Regions from separate parts of the Sus scrofa genome. Here regions 1 and 3 are each linked to region 2. The links are chromatin contacts, called in public promoter capture Hi-C maps. All regions are on one chromosome and are shown on one strand. The core of a region is the stretch at or near the end of the contact, and the rest is flanking DNA. Distances in the headings are between cores, read along the strand shown.

The links. Promoter capture Hi-C pulls out the DNA fragments that hold promoters and counts their contacts.
Region 1: a promoter capture Hi-C map of fetal liver shows a contact between it and region 2, with 2.4 times the contacts expected there. The contact joins the promoter of PPP4C here to the promoter of KIF22 in region 2. A contact is called at or near these places in 2 of 5 promoter capture datasets (fetal liver and liver) and 1 of 2 datasets of contacts at active chromatin or transcription factors (alveolar macrophages).
Region 3: a contact with region 2 is called in a promoter capture Hi-C map of fetal skeletal muscle, with 5 times the contacts expected there. The contact joins the promoter of HIRIP3 here to the promoter of KIF22 in region 2. A contact is called at or near these places in 1 of 5 promoter capture datasets (fetal skeletal muscle) and 2 of 2 datasets of contacts at active chromatin or transcription factors (alveolar macrophages and skeletal muscle).

Annotation. Positions count from the first base shown.
Region 1 is chr3:18,261,004-18,265,182 of Sscrofa11.1, forward strand. It overlaps PPP4C (serine/threonine-protein phosphatase 4 catalytic subunit), which reads left to right and starts at 1,814. Exons shown (of 9, transcript XM_021088021.1): 1 at 1,814-1,931; 2 at 2,158-2,321. The coding sequence starts at 2,224.
Region 2 is chr3:18,021,641-18,025,913 of Sscrofa11.1, forward strand. KIF22 (kinesin family member 22) reads left to right here and starts at 1,464. Exons shown (of 14, transcript NM_001243019.1): 1 at 1,464-1,556. The coding sequence starts at 1,502.
Region 3 is chr3:18,199,642-18,204,349 of Sscrofa11.1, forward strand. It overlaps HIRIP3 (HIRA-interacting protein 3), which reads right to left and starts at 2,266. Exons shown (of 8, transcript XM_021087988.1): 1 at 1,771-2,266; 2 at 1,573-1,693; 3 at 1,336-1,450; 4 at 471-1,091; 5 at 86-468. The coding sequence starts at 1,835. It overlaps INO80E (INO80 complex subunit E), which reads left to right and starts at 2,451. Exons shown (of 6, transcript XM_021088007.1): 1 at 2,451-2,666; 2 at 2,828-2,898; 3 at 3,095-3,147. The coding sequence starts at 2,586.

The DNA of each region.
Region 1 (4,179 bases), core at 564-3,063, 240 kb after region 2:
ATGAGGGCCCTGTGCCATGAGTTGAACCCTTCCCATTTCCCCAGGCTGGGGGAATATTAAAGATCCTTGTCATAACCAGGGGCCTACCTAGTCCTGCCACCTCCCAAATCTCCTAAAATGGACCCTTTCCTGCTGAGATCCGCTGGAGAGAGAGGAAAAACAACATGATTTCTGTACCTACTGAATCCCTATAGTCATCTGCATAGAAACCTGGAAACTTCTAGGAGTTTAAGAACTTGGTTTTTCCTTCTCTCTGTACATTCCCATTTGTTGCCTACATCCAGAACCAAATTTTTACCTAGTGCCTCTCCAAACTATGGTCTCACTTCTGCACCTAGCCTCACTCAATTCCGTGAAACAAAGTCTGAAGCAAACAGAAATAGAGGCTCTAGGAGTTCCATTATGGCACAGTGGTTAAAGAATCCGACTGGGAACCATGGGGTTGTGGGTTCCATCCCTGGCCTTGCTCAGTGGGTTGAGGATCCGGCGTTGCCATGAGCTGTGGTGTAGGTCGCAGACGCAGCTCCGATCCTGCATTGCTGTGGTTCTGGCGTGGCCGGTGGCTACAGCTCCAGTTAGACGCCTAGCCTGGGAATCTCCATATGCCACAGGAGCGGCCCTAAAAAAGGCAAAAAGACTAGGAAAAAAAAGAAAAGAAAAAGAGAGGGCCCATAGAAGACAATAAAAGACATTCCAAAAGGGCTCTGACACCAAGAGGTTTGTTTCAAGACAAATCGCTTCCTCTGCCTGCAGCAAGAGACTAAAGAAGCAGAGGACTTTAAATGTCAGTTTGGAGTGTTTTATAAAGTTTATAATGACAAAGTGAGCATCAGAAAGTGTGACAGAAGAGACCAGACCTTGAGGACACAGCTTTCCTAGGTTAAAACATCAACCTTGACCCAAGCCCAGAATTATTAGCTATGTAACTGTGGAAGTTAATCTCTTTTAGCCAGTTTCCTTTTTTTGTTGTTGTTTTTTTGAGGGCTGCACCCACAGCATATGGAAGTTCCTAGGCTAGGGACTGAATCTGCCTGCCACAGCCACAGCCACACAAGATCTGAGCTGCGTCTGCAATCTAGCAACCTGCATCACAGCTCACAGCAAGAGAGATCCTTAACCCACTGAGCGAGGCCAGGGATGGAACCCTTCACCTCATGCATACTAGTCGGGTTCCGTACCCCTGAGCCACAACCGGAACACCAGTTTCCTCCTTCTTTTTAAAGGAATAAAACTGCAGACAAGAGCAGGGGTGAGGGGTGTCAAAGAGACCTTTCTGGAACCAGGGAAGTCAGGTTGACTGAGGTATAAGCTTGTTGTGGGGAAGGTGGACTCCTTTCTGACTCTAACTTCAGAGGTCCTCCATCGGAGAGATGTCTCTTGGGCCTTGGAAAGAGATTTGGACTGGGAGTCTTTCGCCCATCCAACAAAGAGTTCTGTATGCCAACTGTGCCAGGCCATGTTCTAAGTGAGAACTGGGGCTGCAAGTGTGAACAGGACAAAATTCCATCTCTCAGGGACTGTAATGGGGGAGGCCGACTAAAACAGGTAAACAGAAACGTGTACGCTGAAGTTACAACGCGGAACGCCGACTCAGTTCCAGTTTCCTTCACTGACACGGTAATGTGGAGCGGATGTGGAGTCCGTCACCGCCCTCACAGCGCCAATCCGCTCAGCCCACAATCACTTCCGCTCGCACATTGCAGACATCCGGTTCTTCCGGCTCATTTGCATTCCTAGGCTTGAGGGGGTGGGGTAAGGGCGCGGCTTGGGAGGGGGGCGTGTGTATGACGCCACATCCGGCGCGCGGCGGAACTGGTGTTCCTCTGCTTCCGCGGCGGGGCCGGAAGTAGAAGCGGAGGTGGCGGCGGCCCAAAGCGGAGGGAAAGAGGAAGACAGGGAGCACGAAAACCGGAGCCGGAGTCGCTGCGTCGGTAATAGTCGGAGACCCTTCTAGGCCACCGTCCCTGGCGCGGGACCTCAGGGTTCGACGGGAGTTAGCGGAGGGCGGCCCGGGCTGTGGGACGCTGGGGGCCCCGGGGCCTATGTGAGGGGAGGCGGGAGTTGGGGGGGCCGGGCCAGCTCCAGAACCGAGTTGCCCCCCCCGACCCGGCGCCCCTTAAGGACACTGATCCGCGGCTTCTCCTTGGCCTTTCCCAGGAGACCCCTGTGCGGTGCGGAGGGGGCTACGGCCCCGGCTCTGACCCGCTCCGGGGCGGGTGGGCCATGGCGGAGATCAGCGATCTGGACCGGCAGATCGAGCAGCTGCGGCGCTGCGAGCTCATCAAGGAGAGCGAAGTCAAGGCCCTGTGCGCAAAGGCCAGGTGAGCCCGGGAAGAGAGGCTTCAGCCACTGATCAGAGGCCGGAAGCTTGGGGCAAATCCAGCTGAGAACTTTGGGCCTGGCTCATCCTGGAAGCTTTCCCAGAGAGGAGCGAATAGGGCCACTTCCCTCGAGGAGCAGCCGGGCCTGTTGGGGGAAGACAGACCTGGATTCAAATATCTGAAGTATTAGATGATGTGTTTTCAGTGGAGTTGGAATTACAGAAAGTACTTAGGAAGCTTAGGGAAACAACCTTGTCTGTCTGGGGGGGAACAGAGAACGTTTCTTGGAGGAACTGAACTTTGGGTTAGGCCTTGAAGAATAAGATGATAAAAGGGAATGTCAGCAAGAAGATTTGGTTTACAGTATTCTTTTTTTTTTTTTGGCTTTTTAGGGCCGCACCTGTGGCACTTAGAGGTTCCCAGGCTAGGGGCTGAATCAGAGCTTCAGCTGCTGGCCTACGCCACCAGCCACAGCAATAGCAATGAGGGATCCTTAACCCACTGAGTGAGTCCAGGGATCAAACCCACAACATCTTGGCTCCTAGTCGAATTTGTTTCCGCTGTGCCACAACGGGAACTCCTACAGTATTGTTTTAATCCCAGTAACAACCCAAAAAGGTGTGTGGAATTGTCTTCATCTCACAGGTGAGGATGCTTACATTCAGGAGTAAGGGGTAAAGCCTGAAGCGAGTTCTCCATGTCCTGTCCATTTTCAGGCCATCATGCAAGAAAGTGGAGTTGGATCACACTCATACTCCTTGTGGGAGCCTATGAAATAGAAGCAGATAAGCCAGAGTAGAATTAAGCAAGATCTGAAGGGAAGCCTAGCTTAGAGTTCTGTGGGAAGTAGGATGATGTAGTGGTTAAGAGCCAGGCTTTGGAATGTGGCTCTAGGTTGGAATCAGCTCTGCCACTTCCTAGCTGTGTTGGTGATCTTGAGGTCTGTGAGACTCGGGTTCTTCCTATTTAAAGTGGGGATTCTAGAACTTAATGAGGTGGCTGTGAAGAGTAAGGGATGCGCTTAGCATAGGCTTTGGTAAACTGTAAGTGCTCGATGTTTGTTGGGTGTTACTGTTCTTCCTTTGTAGGAAGAGGGCAGTGCTGATGTGGACTGAAGTCCTTAGTGAAGGCTTGAAAGAGAAGTTGGCCTGGAAAGATGGATAATTTGGGCAGCTGAGTGGGCAGGCCTAGTAGGAAGGGCATTCCAAGCAGGCTGAGAATAGGAGTGGAAGGTGTTCCCTGGGGGCTCAGCGGGATCCAGCATTGTCACTGCTGCAGCTCAGGTTACAGCTGTGGCACTGGTTCAATCCCTGACCCAGAAACTTCTACCTGCCAAAGGCATGGCCAAAAAAAAAAAAAAAAAAAAAAGTGGAGCTCTGGGTTGTGTGGGCAGTGGTGACAAGACGACAAGACCCATTACCTGCCTCCTGAGGAACTATTTGTGGTTTCCACCACGCTGGAGAATTGCAGAAACAGAGCCAGCAGAATTACCCCCACATTTGTGACCAATAGGCCACTGTTAGCACCTGAAAGAACTTTATATCCACTTCCTTCCCACAGCAATGCTGTGAGGTTGGAAATATTTGCCCCATTTTACAGAGCAGGAAGCTGTGACGTCTTGAAGCCTGGGGACTTGACCAAGGCTTCCCCGCAAGAAGGTGGCAGAGCTGGCTGGCCGTTGGGCTCTTTGCTTGGCTTTGCCCCACACAGACCTGTCACAGCCACACAGGGCCTGCATGGGTTTGGTGAACAGGCAAGGCTCCCTTTTAAACGCTGTTCTGTGGCTCTTCATGTTTTGCCAGCTCAAAAATATTTCCTTGACCAGACCAGCCCCAAGATGTTTTTAGTCATCCCTCAA
Region 2 (4,273 bases), core at 214-2,713:
CACAGCAACATGGGATCCGAGCTGAGTCTGCAACCTACACCACAGCTCACGGCAACGCTGGATCCTTAACCCACTGAGCAAGGCCAGGGACCGAACCGGCAACCTCATGGTTCCTAGTTGGATTCGCTAACCACTGCGCCACAAGAACTCCTCAATTACCCCTTTGTAAAATAAGCTTAATTTGGTCAAATGCTCTCTAAAGCCTGTCACACCTAGAAATCTGAATTCTGGACTTCCTTTGTGCCACAGTGGGTTAAGGATCCCACATTGTTACTGCTGTGACCAGAGCAATGCATTAATAAATATTTTCAACTTGTATTTATTTCTAACACAGTAAATGTGGATTGATAAAAATCAGAAGATATTTGGGGTCTCAATTTTTAAGAATGTAAAGGGATTTCAAGGCCCTCCCCAAAATATTAGAACCAGTGGTCCAATATTTGTTTTGTTTAGTTTATTATAGTTTGACATAATGTCTAAACCAGGGCCTTACCAGGAGCTCAAAGATGGGATGGTCACGCCTGGTTAAGCTCCAGAAGGGATAGGGAACTATTTTACAGATGACTGAACTCGTAGGACATGGGCGAAGTTGACTAACAGATTGAGCATGACTTTCACGCCCACTCCGCCGCCTAGAGCTCTGTTACAAAGGAAGGGACATCCCAGCTGGGATCCTCAGCTCAGGCATGTGACATAAAGGGACACACATGTCACCTGGCCTCTGCACCTCATATAGTGGCTTTGGAATCAGCAGGACCTAACTGTCCACAACCCAGCCAGCAGGGTCCTGATCTAAATAAGTGACCAGACGTTAAAGCACCGTTGACTGGCCCCCCGAGGTCAAGTCCGGAAAGCCACAAAAGGATCCCCTCCCACCAAGCTCGAGAATCAAATTCTGAGGCAAGAAAGTGTAAAACTGAAGATCACTACCAGTCGTTTAGAATAATCCCATGCCCATGCATCTTTCTTATCCCTATAGTGTGCCATATTCTGCCACGAAAACAGCGAAAACTGTATTTAGTTCAGAGAAATTTTCGGATAAATCGATTAACTATCTCGGAACACCGTCTGCTTGATTTCGTACCAAAAGTCGCAGTTTGAGAGGGGAAAAAAACAAAAAACAAAAAACAAAAAAACCGAGGCGAAATGTCTACACCTAAGATAAATCTACGCCTCGAAACCCAGAAGGTAAAAAGAGCCGGGGGCTGGCGACGCTCACCAGCACCCCCGACGGCCACTGTCGCAAACGCCTCCGGCGGCAGCGGAGTTTGCGCGGGAGGGCCTGCCCGACGTCAACGGCCGGGGAGCGGATGCGCGCGCATGCGTTCTCGGCCCAGGGAAACTTTCTTGCAGAACCCGGAGGCGAGCCCTAGAGGGCGGGATAGCGGCGAGGCACTAGAAGGGGCTTCCGGCGGCAAGTAGCCGTGATTGGTGGAGCCCAGGAGAGGGGGCGGGGCAGTGAGAAATTCGAACAGAGAGGCGGGCCCAAGGAGGGAGTGGAATGGACGCGGGGCTCCCGGCGCGGAGGCGACGCGAGATGGCGGCGGCGACCTCGGGTACTCGAGCCTGGGCAGGGCGGGGTGCCAGAGTCTGGAGCTTTGTGGGGCGACGCGTCCCAGTCGGGTCCGGGCCCCGCGAGTAGTCCGGGAGACGCCGGAATGGCGCGGCAGCGGGGAGGGGAAAGTGGGAGTGTGGAAGTCTCAGGCTGGTGCCTTCTCACTGTTTCCTGCTCTCGGCGCGGATCAATAGACCGGGGTTGAGACCCAGTTCCGGTGCACTTTTGAGCCTAGCGCCTTTTTCCTCAGGGAGCTTTAGTTTTGTCTGTGAAGTGGGGACAGTGACCCATCTGAGAAGATTACATGAGTAAGCGAGCGAAAAATAGCTACTACTCCAACTGTAAGGACAAAAGAAAGGGAGCTGGATGCGTCTTTGGGGAAAGAGCCCGTGTGTGACATGTTGTTTGGGTGCGGGGAGATCCCTCAGAGAGGCAAGAGTTTCAGACAGGCTGCAGCTGGGTGTGAATTGTTGGCATAAGATGTGCTGAGATCACCGAAAAGGGAAAGAAGGGGTTGTTTCCTTTCCCTCCAGCCGTGGAAGTCAGTACTCTTTTTAGGGTTGGGAAGGCTTTTAGGACATTCAGAATCTTGCTCTCTGCTCTCTTCTTGTAGACTGAATTCTGGTTAGTGATTATAGCGGGTACCACGGATATTTGAGTCTCTTACTGTTTGTCAGGCCCCGTGGAGAAACAAACCTATTTAGTAGAATGTCAAACACATGTTGCAGCCTTGCTTGGTGCCAGGCACAGCTGGAAACACTTTATGCTGATGAATTATTTAATCTCCTCAATGCGGTGAGGTGGGTCTGTTACTGCCTTGTGTTTTTGGTTTTTTTTTTACTTTTTTTTTATTACTCAAATGAATTTATCACATCTGTAGTTGTATAATGATCATAACAATCTGATTTCACAGGATTTCCATCCCACAGCCCAAGCACATCCCCCCACCCCCCAAACTGTCTCCTCCAGAGACCATACGTTTTTCAATGTCTGTGCGTCAGCATCTGTTCTGCAAAGAAGTTCAGTCTGTCCTTTTTTCAGATTCCACATGTCAGTGAAAGCATTTGATGTTGGTGTCTCATTGTATGGCTGACTTCACTTAGCATGATAGTTTCTAGGTCCATCTATGTTGCTAAAAATGCCGGTATTTCATTCTTTTTAATGGCTGAGTCATATTCCATTGTGTATATGTACCACATCTTGATCCACTCCTCTGTCGATGGACATTTAGGTTGTTTCCATGTCTTGGCTATTGTAAATGGTGCTGCAATGAACATCGGAGTCCATGTGTCTTTGGGAGTCGTGGTTTTCTCTGGATAGATGCCCAGGAGTGAGATTGCTGGATCAAATGGTAGTTCCATGTTTAGTTTTCTGAGGAATCTCCATACTGCTTTCCACCGTGGTTGCACCAATTTACAATCCCACCAACAGTGTACTAGGGTTCCTTTTTCTCCACACCCTCTCCAGCACTTATTGTTTGTAGACGTTTTGAGGATGGCCATTCTGGCTGGTGTAAGGTGGTACCTCAGAGTGGTTTTGATTTGCATTTCTCTAATAATGAGTGATGTTGAACATCTTTGCATGTGTTTCTCGGCCATCTGTATGTCTTCTCTGAAGAACTGTCTGTTTAGATCTTCTGCCCATTTTTGGATGGGGTTGTTTGTTTTTTGGTATGGAGCTGCAGAAGTTGTTTGTAAATTTTGGAGATCAATTCCTTGTCAGTTGATTCACTTGCAAAGATTTTCTCCCATTCTGTGGGTTGTCTTTTCATTTTGTTTAGGGTTTCCTTTGCTGTGCAGAAACTTTTAAGTTTGATTGGGCCCCATTTGTTTATTTTTGTTTTTATTGTCAATACTCTAAGAGGTGGATCTGAGAAGATGTTGCTGTCTTTTACGTCAGAGAGTGTTTGGCCTATGTTTTCCTCTAAGAGTTTTATAGTGTCTGGTCTTATATCTAGGTCTTTAATCCATTTGGAGTTTATTTTTGTGTATGGTGTCAGGGGAGTGTTCTCATTTCATTCTTTTCCATGCGGCTGTCCAGTTTTCCCAGCACCACTTATTGAACAAGCTGTCCTTTCTCCATTGTCTATCCTTGCCTCCTTTGTCATAGATTAGTTGGCTGTAGGTGCGTGTTACTGTCTTGTTTTACAGATGAAGAAACTGAGCCATAGATGAGTTTAAAATCTTGCTTAGGGAGCCCCCACTGTGGATTAGTGGTAATGAACCTGATTAGTATCCATGAGGACGTGGGCTTGTGGGTTTGATCCCTGGCCTCGCTCAGTGGGTTAGGGATCCTGCGTTGCCAGAAGCTGTGGTGTAGGTCGAAGATGCTGCTTGGATCCTGCGTTGCTGTGGCTCTGGTGTAGGCCAGCAGCTACAGCTCCAATTGGACCCCTGGCCTGGAACTTCCATATGCCGCACGTGCAGCCCTATAAAAGCAAAAAGCAAAAAAAAAACCAAAAAAGCAAAAAACTTGCTCAAAGTTGGGAGTTTCCACTGTGGCGCAGCAGGATCAAGGTTGTCTTTGCAGCAGCTCCGGCTGCTTCAGAGCAACAGGTTCGATCACCCGCCTGTGCAGTGGGTTAAGGATCCAGCATTGTTGCACCTGTGGCTATGATTCCATCCCTGGCCTGGGAACTTACATATGACACTGGGCTGCCAAAAAAAAAAAGGGCAAAAAAAACCTTGCTTAACGTTAACACACAAACCCAACTGGTAT
Region 3 (4,708 bases), core at 1,016-3,515, 180 kb after region 2:
GCAGCTGAAGGCCACGCCTTCTGGGCTTGCGTCAAGAGCTCCCTCATCCCTAATGGCAGCCTCCCACCCCACCTTCAACCCTCACCTTCCCGCCTTTGGGTTCCGGACTGCCGTCGGTGGAAGAGGAAGAGGAGCTGCGTGTCCTGCCTTTCTTGGAGCTCTTCTTGGAAGAGCGGTTCTTCCTCTCCCTCTTGGGGCTCCCCTCTGCCTCGATGTCACTCACCTCCTTCTCTGAGTCACTTGCCTCACCATTGATACTGCCCACCGTGGCTGTCTTACCAGTAGTTGGTGTCACCTTTCTCCAGCTGTCGTCCTCCTCCTCCGCCTCACTGCTGCCACTCTGCCTTTCCCCACCCTTCTGCTCGGTCCTGTCCCTGCTCTGCGCTAGGGGCTTTTCATCTTCATCACTGGTATCCCCACTGCCTGTGGCTGCTTTTTCCTTCTGTTCCTGGTCTCCCAGCAGTCTTCTGCCCTGCTTTTCTGCTTACAGCTTTGCTCCTCCCGAGCTGACCTTTTCCCTCCGTTGCTCTGGGCTCTGAGTTTCCACTCCTCTCTGTTCTCTTTCTGCTTGGCTAGGGTCTCCTCCTCACTCTGCTTTTCACTTTCCTGGTGGCTTCTAGCTCCTTCCTTTCCTCCCACCTTCTTTCCTATCCTCTCGGCAGGTTCATCCTCACTGTCCTCACTCGCCTCCCTGGCCAGCTTCCGGCTGGCTGAGGCCCTGCCTGAGGCCTGCTTGTTCTTTGCCCCGGGCTTCTTCCTAGTCCTGCCCTTGGGTGCCTTTTCGTCTTCCTCATCTTTGTTCTCTTTCTCTTCCTTTCCCTCCTCCTCTCCCTCACTGCTCTCTCCTTTCCAGATCTTCCTCCTCCTGGCAGAGCCCTCTTCCTCCTCCTCACTGCTCTCCTTCACCACCTCGTTTGCTAATCTGATCGTTGCAGTCAGGTCTCTCTGCTGTTCTTCCTCATCACTGCTCTCCTCAACTGCATTCTTCGAGGCACGCTTTGGCCTTTCATCCTCAGCGGGACTGACTTCTGCCGTCTCATTCTTTGCTGGGGGGCTGAAGCAGTCTGGGCTGGAGGCTGCAGAGCTGGGCTCTGGAATGTGGAGAGAAGAGAAGGTTGGGAGAGGTTTCTCCTGTCACTTTCTTCCTCCACTTGGGATAAACTGCCTCTAATCCTGCTCTGACAGACGGAAGGGCAGTAGGAGACAGCGCTCAGTCTACCCTTTTCCTAGTGCCTGACGCACCCATCCAGCGCCCTCATCTAAGGCCTTGGGGCATAGCTCACGCGCAACAAGTAAATACGTTTTGAATGGACCACCTATGTAGAAAGCACTAACCTGACTCTGAATTGAAACGGAACCTTTTCCTCTCTCGGTCATGGCAGAGGGTGGGAGACCTCTTCGCCTTCTTGGCAAGGTCGAGCCTCTCTTCCTTGGCACCCGTTTCATCCACCTGTGTGGAGCATCAAGAGGGCAAAACATGAACCAAGGTTGTTTTCGGCCCCGCCCCCCTCAGGCTCCTCCGCCGCCGCCTCCACAACCCCCGCCTCTGGTGACCCCGGCTGGCGCCCTCACCTGCATCTTCAGCAGCTCCTCCTCCACTAGCCTCTTCAGCGCCTGCTTCTCCTCAGGTTCCAGGTGGTCGCGGCCGGCGTGAGCCAAGAACCTCTGCCGCACGATGGAGTGCGTAAGCGTGCTGCAGAAACACGTGTCAGGACAGAGTCCCCGTCCCGCCCCTGCCCTTTCCAACCCCAACGCCAACCTCCGGTGCACCTGAGGTCCGGGCGGCCTCGGAAGAAGCTACGGGTGAACTCCTGCATCTCATTCTCCCGCGCCATTTTGCTCCACCCAGAATACTGGTGGCTCCCGCCTTTTTTCTTCCCGGCCTCCGTCCACGCGTTTGACAGGAGCTTGCGCACGCGCAGAGTCGTAGAGCCGTGAGGCTAGCGACCGTTGAAGGTCCGTTGCGGGCCGCTTAGACCGAGAACTTTACCAGACAAAACTTGCTCTCCCCGGGCAGTGTGTGTGTTTGGGGGGGGGGTGTCTCGCAGCTCCTTCCTCTTTTTTTTTTTTTTTTTTTTAAGAACGAAGCGCTTCGAAAGTTTTCCTTAGAAACCGATTCGCAGCCCGCAACCTTTGGGTAACGCAATCAACCTGCGACGCTGCCTCCGTTCGTGATCACGGGCAGCAGTTAGGCCTCTGTGATTTTCGAAAGACAGAAAGAAAAGGGCGTCCCCACCTAGAGACTAGGAATTCCAGGGAGAAATTCGTCTTGTGGCTTCAAATCGCTAAGCACATTCCAAGTCAGTAAGGAAGCCCTTCGGCAGCCGACATCTCTGTGACGTCTTCACGTCGCGGCGGCGCCATCTTCCGCGTATCCCCTGGAAACAACGCTCCTTTCACGGTGGTCCCTCGGAGCCACCCCCTGTGGTCAAGATCTCTGGGCGCGGTGGACTCTGGGAGTTGTAGTCCCAGCGAACACAGCCTAGCCGAGTCTCCGGAAGTGGAAGCGGAAGAGGCCGGGCCGAGGCGGCTTTCGGGTAGCGGGACCCCGGACTAGGTTTGGGGCGCCACTCCCGGACCCAGTCATGAACGGGCCGGCGGATGGCGAAGTGGACTACAAGAAGAAATACCGGAACCTGAAGCGGAAGCTCAAATTCCTCATCTACGTGAGTGCTGGGTGGAGTGGGAAGGTGGAGGGGGGTGAGGCCTGGCGCTGGTAGGACGTCCGTTTAGTTCTGTGTAAAGGGAGCAGGGTACTCTGTGGCCGGCTTCCGAGCCCCATTTACGGATGGCAGGTGGCTCAGCATCCACCTTGCCCTTGATACAGGAACACGAGTGCTTCCAGGAGGAACTGAGGAAGGCACAGAGAAAATTGTTGAAGGTGTCCCGGGACAAGAGGTGAGACAGGCTCCGAGGGGAGGAGGGAGACCAGAGTAGATCTACATTCGGCCCCCACCCTGGAATGGGCCACAAATGCATGATGCCTGCCTGGGGACTGTTGTGAGGACGGGGCCAGTTCGAAGGGACGGGGGCTCAAGAGAACGTTGCAGAGATGGGAATAAACACTCATTGTTCCCCCCGCCTCTTTCCTCAGTTTCCTCCTAGACCGACTTCTGCAGTACGAGAACGTGGATGAAGACTCTTCTGGTGAGCAGGGTCATGGAAAATTGGTGGAGGACATGCTCCTGGCGCTCCAGCCAGCTCACTGGGCCCTCCTTTTAGACTGGAGGCCAGTACACCTCTGGTGGTTCCTAAGCCTGGTTGCTTGCCCTCCACCTCCCCTGTTTGTTAACTCAAGTATTACTGGATATCTACTTCGTTTCAGGCACTGTGCTCTGCACAGGGAATGCAGTGGTGACTGAGATGCACAAAGCTTCTGGGAATTTGTATTGTAATTAGGTGTAATAAGAGAGCAAAGAAATAAACTAGAGTTTTAGATTCGAAAGGCATAAAATCAGGGTGATATGGTAGTGATTGGAATAAAGCAGGGGTTGATAAACGTTCTCTGTAAAGAGCTAAGTAGGCATTCCTGCTGTGGCACAGTGGGTTAAAGATCCGGCCGCGTCACTGCAGCAGTTAAAGCAGTGGTGTAGGTCGAAGGTGCAGCTTGGATTTGATCCCTGGCCTGAGATCCTCAGGTGTGGCCTCCATATGCTTCAGGTGCGGCGAAAAAGGGGAAAGAGAGCGGGAAAAGAGCCAAGTAGACTTTGCAGAACATATACCTTTTGTTTCAGCGTCTCAGCTGAATAAAAGCTGCAGTTGCCGGCCTACACCACAGCTCACGGCAACGCCAGATACTTAACCCACTGAGTGAGGCCAGGGATGGAACCTGTGTCCTCATGGATGCTAATCAGGTTCATTTCCACTGAGCCACAATGGAACTCCTGGTTTTGTTTTAAGAACATTATTTATGGGAGTTCCTCTCAGGTCCTCCGTGGCTGTGGCTGTGACTCTGGTGTAGGCTGGCAGCTGCAGCTCCAATTCGACCCCTAGCCAGGGAACCTCCATATGCTGCAGGTTCAGCCTTAAAAAGACAAAACAGCATTATTTATGAATACTGAACTTTGAATTTCATAACGTTCACACACATCATGAAATATTTTTCCTTGGATTTTTTTTCCTCAACCATTTGAAAAACTGAAAAGCCATTCTTAGCATACATACCACGCACAAGCACATGGCAGGCTGCAAATCAATAAAGGGTTTAAGAAAGACTCTTTTTAGCGAGGATTGTTTGACCTGGGACCTAGGTGAGAAGAAGAGACCTGTCTTGTGCAGGGACGAGTGAGAGGTTTTCCAGGGGAGGGAATCACAAGTGCAGATTCCCTGAGGTAAGAAGGTAGCAGGTGGTTTGAAAGTGGAAGGGCTGAAGCACATAAAGCTGTGTTCTCCTTGTTTACAGTCAGTAATAGATTTTACATCCTGACCAGCCCCACATACTTAGGTACTTTTAAAGCAGAATTTAATGAAACAATGTGAAGATTATGACATGTGCTCTGATAGTTTTTATTTTTTTATTATTTTTCATTTTAAAATTATAGTCGATTTCACAGTGTTCTGTCAGTTTCTGCTGTACAGCAGAGCGACTCAGTTGTCTGTATATATACATTATTTTTCTTTCATGATCCTCCATCCTGCTCCTTTGCAAGTGATGGGCTATAGTTCCCTGTGCTATATATACAGCAGTATTCTGATACTTTTTAGACCG